2 separate regions of the Mus musculus genome follow, and region 2 is linked to region 1. Evidence: chromatin contacts called from public Hi-C data. All regions are on one chromosome and are shown on one strand. Each heading gives the region's core, a stretch centred on a gene start, on an enhancer-like site or on the middle of the called end of the contact. The rest is flanking DNA. Distances are from core to core; before and after follow the strand shown.

The links. A called contact is a pair of places that touch in the nucleus more often than the background predicts.
Region 2: a contact with region 1 is called in a Hi-C map of bone marrow-derived macrophages, with 21 read pairs. The contact joins two enhancer-like sites. A contact is called at or near these places in 5 of 39 promoter capture datasets (the C10 cell line, HPC-7-derived erythroid cells, embryonic stem cells and 2 more), 6 of 484 Hi-C or Micro-C datasets (the C10 cell line, the HPC-7 cell line, LSK cells and 3 more), 10 of 115 datasets of contacts at active chromatin or transcription factors (CD8 T cells, T-cell acute lymphoblastic leukemia, Th17 cells and 4 more) and 1 of 9 other capture datasets (embryonic stem cells).

Annotation. Positions count from the first base shown.
Region 1 is chr6:134,363,156-134,368,958 of GRCm38.p6, forward strand. The region is part of intron 3 of 4933406J09Rik (RIKEN cDNA 4933406J09 gene); the gene reads right to left. Among named protein-coding and RNA genes, the nearest start is that of Bcl2l14, 30 kb to the right of the region's middle. Within about 2 kb of position 2,991, at least 125 of the 459 cell types and tissues checked have an H3K27ac peak or open chromatin away from gene starts, as enhancers often do. A contact at or near this core is called in CD8 T cells, Th17 cells, bone marrow-derived macrophages and 2 more, where this site is marked.
Region 2 is chr6:134,057,521-134,063,346 of GRCm38.p6, forward strand. All of the region lies in intron 1 of Etv6 (ets variant 6), which reads left to right. Among named protein-coding and RNA genes, the nearest start is that of Etv6, 25 kb to the left of the region's middle. Within about 2 kb of position 2,186, at least 48 of the 459 cell types and tissues checked have an H3K27ac peak or open chromatin away from gene starts, as enhancers often do. A contact at or near this core is called in CD8 T cells, Th17 cells, bone marrow-derived macrophages and 2 more, where this site is marked.

The DNA of each region.
Region 1 (5,803 bases), core at 1,741-4,240:
TTATAACGCATTTTCTCTTACGATGTTATATATAGCACTAAGCAACCTGTATTAGTATACCTATACTATGACAAAATACTTAAACATAAGTTAAGGAGGGATTTGTTAGGCTTGAAGTTTGAAGGTGGTTCTATCACGGCAGGACCCACACAGAAGCAGGAACATGAAGCAGCCACATCTTACTCAAGGAAGCTGGGATGCAAGGATGCTGACGTCTGTCTTGCTTTCTCCTCTTGACTTGGTCCAGGAGCCCACCTCTGGGGTGGTGCTGCCCACACTCAGGGTTGGTCTCCTCCCTTTCATTAAACCCCTCCAGAAAGCCCTTGTAGACATTCCCAGACATGTGTCCCCCAGGTGATTCTAAATCCAGTTAACAACACATCAACAACCCTAATAATCCAGATTATTAATGGAGATGTGGATAAGTGGTAGATCATTGGCTGAGGATGTGTGTAGACCCAGGTTTAATCTCCAGTACTCCAGAAAATTAAAAATAAATAAATAAGAGGAAAGTAATAGGATCCAAATTTGGCATCTTTGCAGAATAAGTTCTTAAAATTTTGGTGCAATAACAGTATGCCAAGCAAAGCAATAAAGAACCCTCCAAAAGGCAATCGGATAATAGTGGAAGAGTATGAGAAGACAAAGAATCAAGAACGGGTGACAGGAACAATGAGCTATAGAATTTGAAAATAGCCCCAGTGGATTGTAGGAGTGGAAATGCACAGCTGTATGTAATTAAAAAAAATGTGTGGTACTCTCCAGATGAGGGAAGTCCATAGGCAGAAATGACATGGGTGTCTATAAGGACTCTACTAGAACCTAAGTTTATTAATAAAAACATAAAGGAGTCTGGGTAAGGTCACACATGCCTGTAATGGCAATGCTCAGAATGCTAAGGCAAGAAAAACATTAGTTCAAATCCAGCCTAGGCTATATAAAGACACTCTGGCTTGAAGGGTGCAGGGGAGGAAGAGAAAAGAAAGGGAGAGAGAGGGAGAAAAGGGGAAGAGAATGAGGAAGAAGGGGGAAGAAGAAGAAAAGGAAGGGGGAGAGTTACCAAGGAGGAGAGAAACATTTATTACTTATTATTTTAAGAACCCAACTTGAGGATTTCTTCCGTGAGTATAGGTAGATAGTAAGATTTGATTTAAGTGAGAAAAACGGATGCAATAACGGATCACAGAACGTGGCAACTGGCTGTTGGTTTGCCTCAGGACTCTGGGGTTGAGCTGGGTGGGCTGAGCTGAGGAAATGAGCTTCCTGAGTGGGAAGCAGCCCTGGAAATCTGAACAGATTGGCAAAGGCAAAAAATGCAGCACCCACCCTCATCATTGCCCTGAGGCGAACATCGTCCCATGATGCTCCCAGGATGACCTCGTTACCCACAGGACACTTGGACAGACTCCACCAATCACGAGCTGCCTGCAAAACCTCTCGGGCCTGGGCAGCGTCTAGGACTTGTGTGAGCCTCCCATAGATAAGTCTACTTATTCCCACGTAGAGCCTCAAGCCCAGAGGCTTGGCATCTGCAGCCACCCACTGCCCGTGACAAACCTAAAGTTACCCTTGCTCCTTCCCTTCCCTTTACCCCCTACTTCCGGCAGGCAGGTTGTGGCTGTTAACACAGTTTGGGAGACAGCAAAGCATGTCCTGACTCCTACCCACCCCAATCTCACATCCTTCCTAATTTCACCTGCTTTTACCACAGCTCCTTCTCAACTGATTCACCTCGTTAATCTTGAAATCTCATCTGAGACGTTTCCTCCTGCACCGGCTCTTCCTGGGCAGGGCTAAGAGGCTCTACCTCTGTGCATCTCTCTGTAATTACCAAAATCAGAGCATATAATTTTCTGTATGGTGGTGGTGGTGGTGGTGGTGGTGTGTGTGTGTGTGTGTGTGTGTGTGTGTGTGTGTGTGTGTGTGTGTGTGTGTGTTTTAACTTATTAATCTCTTCATTTAAATAGGAGGCTCTCTACACAGACTGTATGTCAATGTGCTTAAGACCCTTATAAAAATGTTGAGGCTGTGACTCAGTGGGTAAGAGCACTTTTGCTGCACAAGCAAGCATGCGAACCTGAGTTTGGATCCTTGGCACCCACCAAGAAGTTGGGCATGCATGGCTGCAGCAAGCCTAATGCTGTAGGTGAGGGGGATGGCTGGATCGCTGGGGCACAGCCTAGCTGAAGTGTTCTGAACTCCAGTGGGATTGCCTTCTTCAAGGGAATACTGTAAAGATGTTCTCCTCTGGCCTCTGCACATACACAGGCATGGGTACACACATGCACACACACACATGTGCATGCACTCATACAAATGCACTTACACATACACACGCATGTATACATGCATGTACACTCACATGCAAATGCTTGTGCTGGTTTCTAAGGGGGACCTGGTCAGGACTGTTTCCTAAGTTCCCAACCATGGGCAGCCAGGCATTGGCACCAGTGAGCAGACTGCTGTTTCTTCAGAGATGTGGGGTGGTTTTGTGTCCTGTGGCACAGGAAAGTGCTCCATTGGCTTTGATGCTTGTTCCACTTTGGTGTATCAGGTAAAAGTCTCTGTGGGGAGCAGGCATGTGCTTGAGAAAGAGCTCGCACTGAGGACCACCAGAATCATGCTCTCATCTCACAGCTACTTCCAACACAAAGTCCCACCACCACTGGTGCCTACAGCCTGGGGCATGTGACACCTGTGTGCAACTCTGTCCTTTCAGGAACACGTTGAAGTCACCCATGCCTTCCCTCTCATGGAGAAAAGTGCAAACTTGGAAAGACACATTTCCTTTGCAGCAATCTGTAGCTCTCCTGAGATCTCCAAAGCAGTGTCTAGATAGACAAACTGAGGTTCCAAGAGATCACAGTCACTTCAGATCCTCCCCAGAGCAAGCTAGAGCAGAAATCAAGAGGTGACTTGACTCACAGGTCCAGCTGGCCTCGTGGTGAACATCAGCTGACCCTGTAGCTCCTGCCCATTTCGGTGACAGAGCAGGCCCATGGCATCACTGCCTCCTAGTGTTGACAGGGCCAAGAATCCATGTGGTCAGACCAGAGGTGGCCAGAAGAGAAAGGATAATTTGTAACCCAGCGACTTTTTTTTTCATTATGATATCGTGTCATTTCTTGCCAGAAGAAGGGGGAATTTCTCAGAGAAATCCATCACCCTGGTAAATATGGGAAGACAGGGGTCTTTGCCAGCAATGCAGTGTCTGATGCACCCACACCCTCCAGCAGGGCTCCCATGTAAGCTTCTCAATGTCCTCAGACCCCCCAGTAGGTGGGGCAAAGCCTGGGCAGGGATTGCTCAGAGTGTTTGTTGTTGTCCTTGTCACCCTTGTTACCAGGGATTTACCTAGAAGCTACACAGAAAACCCCCTTATTTCTAACACGACAAACAGGAAAGCATCCAGTGACAGAGGTTAACTGCTTTGCTAACCCGAATGCATAGGCCCTGGTCATGGCTTGCCGTGTCCAACATTAGCTTTAAGAGTCACGGAGCATCTTGGCAGGGGTTGACAAGGCTTCAGGTGACTGCCCTCCTTCCCACAGCCGGCAGGATTTTTGTTCCAAGTCTCAGCTGGCCAGGTGGCTTCCAGCACTCAGCCACCCCAGGCTGAGTCTGTGGTTCCCTTTGCCTGGGACACAGGCATCCCAGCTCATTTCCTTCCTGCCTGTCCCCACATGCAACGGCTCCTGAGAAAGAGGAACCAAATACCATCCGTTTCACCCCTATCAATGGCCAACAAGGTTGTTCCCATCCAGGACATAAGGTCTTGACTACCCTCTTGACACCCCTACTGCACCCCCAACAGTGAAGCAAGCAGGCTGGAGGGAAATGCGCTGCCATCAGCCCAACAATCAGGAAAAGAGGTGATGTGCCTTTAAGATGAAGGTGGTGGGCAGCCATCCATCTTCCCCAAACACAGACTTGCCTTGTTCTTCCATTTCTGGATGAGTGATAAAAAACGTTAAATGTCACTTCCTGTATCAGTGGTTAACCACTAGATGCTGGATCAGAGATTTACCAGAAGTGAAGTTAAGGAAGAAAAAAAAAAAAAAAGAAAGAAGAAAAAAAAAAAACCCTGCTGTTTTCAATAACCCTTTCTGGTGCCCTGTGGGAACTGTTTAACCTTTAGAGAGACATGAGGGGTTGCTAAATCTGGCTCGAGGACTTAGATTGGCCAAAGGCTTTCTTGTGCTTTCTCTGGGAGGCAAGGAGAGAGGTGTGCTGGGTACAGGGGTCTGGGAGGCAAGGAGAGAGGTGTGCTGGGTACAGGGGTCTGGGTAGGGGAAACCCAAGGCACAGGAACCGAATCCCCCACGCGCCTTCTCAGCCTGACTCGATTTCAGGATACAGACAACCATTTGGTTTCAATGACCTGAGGTTTCTTAAGAGAAAAAGCAGCCTTCCCTGAAGCAATGTCCTTGGCTTCCTGCAGTGTGCCCTACAATGACAGGAAAGGGAGGAGGGGTACTCCCCAGGAACTTCTATTTAGAAGTGGCTGTGGTCTGAGGGCTGGAAAGGCCAGACTGATGCTTTGCTGGGTGTTCTTCATTCATTCCTTCAATCGAGTTATTGAGTTTTCAAAGTGAAGTGAAGGGTCCCTGAACTCCAAGAGAAGCGGCTGTAGCTACTGCAGCCGCCACATTGCTGAGGCCATTGCTCTGCCATGCCCAGATGCCCCGGAGCGACCTTGGTCTCCTTCCCTCTGCTGTGAAGTCCCCAAACACTTCTTACTCACTGTGCATCAACTTAAGAGCTGCTCTCTGATCCAGCCACTGTGGTTCTGCTGATGAGCTAGCCATTTTCTTGCTGCTGGGAGAACATACCTTACAGAGGGTGGAAGGGATCTCTTCTGCCTCATGCTTTTGGTTTTAGAGGTGGCTGGGGACAGTAGGAGGGCATTATGGACCAGCTGAAGCTTTGCAGAGGAAGCAGAGATAAGGAACCCCTGAGCTAACTGCCTGGCTCCCCTTCCCTCTGCCACTCTATCAGCCGCTAACTTACTTATAGGAGAGTGCTGCCCTCGGACAGGGCAAGTCTTTTCCCCCTTAGTTAAGCCTCTTGGGAGACACTCTCAGGCGTCCCCAGAGGCATGCTTTAATAATTGTCTAGATGCATCTGGAACGTTCTGTGGGTACCAAGCGCCCGAGCACCTCACACTCCTGAAGGATAATTAACAACTCTGTTTTGCCTGGAACTGATGGCGATTGTATTGATTAACCATGGCTCCGCATTAAAACAAAGCATTTCCCGGGAAAATGTAAATGAGTTAGCCACATTCACAGATACAGTGGTGTGCAGAAAGATACATAGACATTCTATGTCAAAACTGTGGCCAGAGGTGCATAGGAGACCCAGCCAGGCTGGAGTGAAGAGCCTGTGACATGGTGTGAGCATTCCTCGGGGAGAACGAAGCTCACCACTGCCCTCCGGTCATCCTGGCTCTCACCTTGAAGTCATCTGAGTCAATAGCTGTCAGGAAATCTGAAATCAAAGTCAGAACAGGAAAGGAAACATGTCCTGCTATGTCTCTCGTGGGCCTCTGAAGCTGTAGCTTGTGATTTCACTCTCAATCTCAGACAATGGCACTGTCAGCCCCCAGTGAGAGAGAGAGAGAGAGGGAGGGAGCACTGAGAGCTGGCCTCCACTCCTGCCTCAGGGCTACCTTGCTGACACACCTCGGCTTTCCTGTCCTCTGTCCTCTCCCACAGCTTCTGCCTGCCTTAGCTTCTCACCATCCCTCAACTGCCTCTACCTTCAAAGCTTCCATCCTCCCAGCCTCTGTCCTCTGCTCCCT
Region 2 (5,826 bases), core at 936-3,435, 310 kb before region 1:
AGCATCTTAAGAGGAGATGGGGAGGAGCAAGCTGCTGATTTAGTAGGGCAATTACAACTAGCTTTCTGCAGCAACTCTGGAACAGAGGACTCATCAGCCTAGACTTGGGAGTCCAGAGCTGCTTGATCTGTTGGGGTAGGAAGCCAGGGTTCTAAGTCAGGCACGGAGATGTCTGCCTGTAGTTCTGTCATGCAGGAGGTGGGAGCAGGTGGCTGTTTGCAAGCTAGAGGGCAGGTCTAGTGGGTAGTCCCAGAACAGCCAGGCTGCAGAGTGAGACCCTGTTTGAAAAGAAGTTGGAGTTCCAGTTTAAATGTTTCTGAAGGGCATTATCTAGGAGGGGACCAGGGTGGCAGCCCAGTCCCCTCTTGGATCAGTCCTAAGCTTGCTGTAGTGTGCTTTGGGTTTCCTGCCCCAGGGGTGAAGACTTGTCTACAAGTAGTTTCCTGACATCTGCCTAATCAGTTCTGAGTATTTATAATTTACAAGATGATTATTACAATAACAGGATTTAGGCACTGGCAGCTGAGTTTTGAGGAATTTCAAACCAATGCCCAAACAGCTGAGTTAATTATGTGTGCAGGGTCCCATGACACAATTACTCTGTCCGAACCCACATTTTCTGATACGACCAGCTCAACGATCTGAGACACAGTAGTCTTTAGTTGGGATTTTGATTTCAGAATTATAGATCAGTTCAAACCATATTACCTTTCTTTTTCTTTCTTCCTCTTCCTTTTCTTCTTCTTCTTCCCTCTTCTCTTCCTCTTCATCCTCCCCCTGGCCCTGTCTCTTTTTGGAGGCAGGATCTAACTTTGTAGCCCAAGCTGGCTGGCTTCAAACATTCCTGCTTCAGCTTCCCAGCTATGGAGATTATAGGTCTACAAATCCTCTGACTCTTCTTGGTGACCTGATTGAGTGTCCCTGTGTTTCAGTTACTGGTTACAGTTCATGTAAACCACAAATCAGCAAGTTCCATGTGAAGTGGCTCAGTGTTTTCTTCTTTTAAACTTAAAAGATGGTGAAGGGGGAAATACAATGTTTATACAATAACACTCACTTTTCTGCCCTGGCACCTGCCAGGCTGTGGGCCATTCAAGGCTCATTTTAGGCTGACATATGAGTTCTGACCTCATGACTATGCTATTTGTCCCACTGATAAATGTGATCACGAGGCCTTTTAACAGCATATTCTGACTAAGGGAGTAAACCCACTTCCCACCAAACCGAATCACCCCTCAGTCCTATTAAGCAGGAAATGCCCTGAACGCCAGTATATGAAAATGCTTTTCCAGACGAGCCCAAACCATTTCATCCTCCAAATAAAATCTATCTGCTCGCACTTAGATTGTTCAGAGGCAGATGGTAAGCAATTGAAACGGAGAGGCAAGCTGGCAGAAGGAAAAATAAAACCACAAATATCTGTACATGAAGGTGATCTACACTCTTGCCAACCCCCCTTCAGCTTCGTTAGCACGACAGCAGAGCAGTTAAATAGCATGGGAACTCAGACTCATATGGCTAATACAATTGTCCTCTGTTAATGGGGTGAAACAAAGCCTGCGAATAATATACAGGGCTGTTCACCAGTATGCAGAGCTAAAGGAGTTGAAGACATTATTAGCAGGGGCGCCTATACGCTGTGCTCTCTGAGGCAGAGAGCTATCTTATTGACACCTCTGCTCCCCACCTCATTTTAATAGTGGGGTCACTGGTGTGAAGTGCTTGGTATTATCCAGGTACCAAGTCTTCCATAAAAGAGCCGTGCAACAGCATGCAGCTTCTGATTGGTAGCTCAGTATCCTCGGGTTGTGGAAAGGAAGGTGGTGACCAGCACATTAGAAAAGTCTAGAGGCATCACTGTGTGGGAAACTCTGCACTGAACGCCAGGAGTGACAGTGATTGCCACCTAACTTTTGTGGAAAGGCTACATAATGTGGAGGCCCCTAGGCCATCCCTCAGCCTTGTCACTGGGTGAGCTTCCAGACTCCGAAAATCCACCACTTGTTCTTCACCTTGAACTTGAGCATTCAGGGACAGAAAGGAAAAGGGCGAGCAGTTCAGTGGGGCTGGGCGTTTAGTTGCAGCAGAGCCATCTGTGGCCCGGTGGTGCCAAACTGTGGTGTTCTGAGGGTGTGTGAATGAGGGTGCCGATCCAGACTGCGGAAGGGGCAGCTCACAGAGCAGGTGGGTGTGCTGGAGGAGGAGGAGGGGATTTAGTGGCAGGATGTGAGATGAGTCGACTCTGCTCGGAACCAGTCTGGGGATGCCCACGAGGAAGAAAACGAGAAGGCTGCAGAGAGAGGGCCGGTGCAAGGGAGAATTGACTGCAGGCTGGAATTGAAGAAAGGTTTGGGTTTCCACAGGCAACCACTTTGGGGGAAATACACTCCAGTGGCTGAGCGGAGACTAGATGAGAGGGGAGGTGTGTGGGGTGGTGGTGGTGTCAGTTTTCAACTTGATTGAGTGAAGAGTCACCTGGAAAGAGACTTTCAGTGATCGATCACCTAGTGATCGATCAGGTTGAGAATGTCTCTGTCTTGATCATCTTAATTGGTGTTGGAAGATCCACCGTGAAAATGACCGGTACTGTTCCTGGGTTTTAGGCCCTGGACTGTGTAAGGGCAGAGAGAAAGCTAGCTGAGCACTAAGCACATGTGCATTCGTTGCCTCTCCATCCTCGAATGTGGTTGTGATGCAAGGACGATCCCAAGCCCCCGTTGCCATGGTTTCCCAGCATCCCGGGATTGTGAGCTAAAATAAACCCCTTCTCTCCTAAGTTGCTTTATGCCAGGGTATTTTGTCACAGCAACAAAAAGGAAACAAAAACGGGACGGGGGCATGGAAAGGAGAAGACTCATATATGTCTTATGTAGATTAAGGTGAGAGGACCCTTGGACTTCAGAAGGTCATTCAGAGTTCATATGTGAAATATCCTTGAAGTCGTGATTAAAGAAACGATGTTGGCTGGTAGATGCTTCCCTTCAGGAACCCCATCCCTCCAAATAGTATAGCTGTAAGTCCATAAACGCTGGTCACTTTGCTCGTAAGGGAGCGTGCCTCATTGGTACCTCTTACTATGTTTTCCTGGGGAACGGGGAGATAATGGGCCCGTGTTTGATCTTGGCTGATAATGCCAATGACTCATGTTAGAATAGATGGTTTCTTTACTGAGTTCCATCCAGGCTCAGTCCTAGTTTGGAGAGGATGATCTAAGGGAGTTTAAGGAACAGGCACCAGGGCTTAAGGGTCAGGACTTAGATGACTTGTGGAGTTAGCTCTAAGCAGCTATACTTCTGCTAGTGCTGGTCTGTGACAGACAGTTTTCCCTAGAGCAGTGTCTGCTCACGCAGTGCCTTTCTCTAAAGTACAGAGTGATGCCTATTGGACACCTCAGTCGTCCTGTACCTTAGGGACAGACAGACAGACTGCCCCAGCAAACAATGCACGGAATTCAGCTAACAATAAAGAACAGCCCGTGCGCGTGGCCAGATCGCTTGCTTCCTTCCTGTCCTGCCTGGGGTTTTGAGAAGTTCTTGCTTATGAATTCCACAGGCGATGGGACACAGCTTATAAACTGCCAGAGGATGTTCAGATGGATGTGGGGAGGAAGAGGGAAAGCAGAGACTCCGAGCCAGGGAGCAGATGGCCGGCCTGTGACCTACGAGGGGACGCTCTACCTCTGAAAGTTAAAATGCGACCGTTATTTCTTTTCCTGTGAAGTTTTCAGTAAGGGGTGCCCAGTCTCCAAGGTGGAAAATTCTAGAACTGATAACTTCCCTCAAGGGTCTACCACCCGAAGAGAACATAATGTGTCTCTTGCTCTGAGTCTATGCAGAAAGAACCTGAGAATTTTCTCTGCTCAGCCCCGCGTGTGACCCTTCCCAACTGTGCAGTGTGGTCAGAGCCTAGGGGATTTTGTAGGTTTGTTTTTGGTGTTTTCCCATCGTTCAGTCTTGAGTTTGAGAGACAGCTGTTTTCTGATCTTCTTTTCAAGGAAAGCTTGTTCTGTGGATGGGTTGGAAGGGACCTGGAGGAGTAGAGATGCCTGGCGCTTATGAGGCCTGTCTCTGAATCAACCGAATCCTTTCTTCCCTAAGGGAAGATAGAGCCTTGTTGATCACCTAGTGATGGTTATAGCCCCCAGTCATTGTTTCTTGAAGATACCTAATGTGCTGTGCTTTGGGTAGGCAGAGCTGGCCCTTCATCAGCTCACGGGACCAGCTAAGCCTCTATGTGTTTGTATTTGTAAGGAGTTGTGTTTGCAGCAGAAACAAACTGATCAGATCTCATTCTCTAACCTGCAAAAGTTTATTATCACAAGCAGGGTGAACAGTAAGGGGAAGGGGAAGATTGTGACTGTTTGGTTTATAGGTAGGGGTGTGTGTGTGTGTGTGTGTGTGTGTGTGTGTGTGTGTGTGTGTGTTTCCGAGGAACACTTGCTATGTGTCCATGTGGAGGCCAGAGGTAAATGTGGAGTCTCTTTCACTCCATCTTTTTTTTTTTGAAACAAGGTCTCTCACTAAACCGAGACTTGCTGTTTCAGCTAGACTGGCTAACCAGCGAGTCCGGAAGAGCTGCCCGTCTTCCCTTCCTAGTTCTGGGTCACAGGTGTGTACTACTATGTCCAGGTTTTCTGTCGATACTGGGGTTTTGAACTCAGGTCCCTTGCTTATGCAGTGGTCACTTTACTCATGGGACCATTTCCCCAGCCTCGAGACATTTTTTTTTTTTTAAGAAAATACTTTTATGGCCCTTGAACATATATAGAGCTCCCAAGTGTCACTGATTTCTGAATTGAAGACTTGTAGAGATCATCCCTTGCATTCTGTTACAAAGTTCAGAAGGAAAGGAAGGAAGGAAAAAGAAGGGGATCCTGATACTCCTTTAGTTTTGGTGATACACACATAAAGAATTGGGTGTCGCCAAGTGTGGGCTGTCTACACATGCCAATCCTTTTAAGCTTCATGATGTATTCTCTAGTTAGCTACTGTGTAGTGTCTGTATAGTATACAGCCAAAAGAGGTGTTAATTTAAAATAAGGCTTGGATTCCCCCCACCCCACAGAGTAGAAATAGTGATACACTACTGATATCCACACACCATTGAAGTCAAGTTCCAGGTCCGCATCTCAGTCTTTGCCTTATGTTTTCTTGCTGGCTCGTAGCCCCCCTGTTCATGTCACTTTCCCCATTAGTGGGGAATTCTGGATGATGCCTTTGGAGGTGACTGCATAATGTCATTGGATGGTGAGCTGTCCCATAAGGTAATGAGATGGCACAAGAATTTGACATCTTTTTCTCCGTCTAGTCTCAACAGAGAAGCGCCTCCATAACCCTTGGCATCATTGCATGCCAGACTGCTTGCACTGCGTTCATTCCTTCGCACACTCTGGTTCAAGCCCTGGCAAGGCTGCTTAGCCCCATACATTTCTACTCACCTCTCTGTCCTGCTTCTCATCGCTTTCCCTTGGACTGCCTTTGCCTGCGCCTGAAGTCTGCTATGAGAGGTACTGGCACCCCCTCTTTTTCCTGGCATTGAAAGTTGAACCGAGGACCTTCCTTACATATCCTGAGCAAGCTCCCTGCCACTGAGCAGTATCTCTAGTCTCTTCCACTGATCCCTGTCACTTTATTTGAGGCATTATCTTGCTATGTTGCCTAGTCTGATTTCAAACTCACTCTGTAGTCCAGGCATGTCTTGAATTCCAGAAATCCTCTTGTTTGAGCCTTGGAAGAAGCCAGGTCCATAGGTAGGGTCTCCCTGTGTACTCCAGGCTAGACTTGAACTCACCATCCTTCTGACTTAGCCTCCTGAGCTGTGGAATTG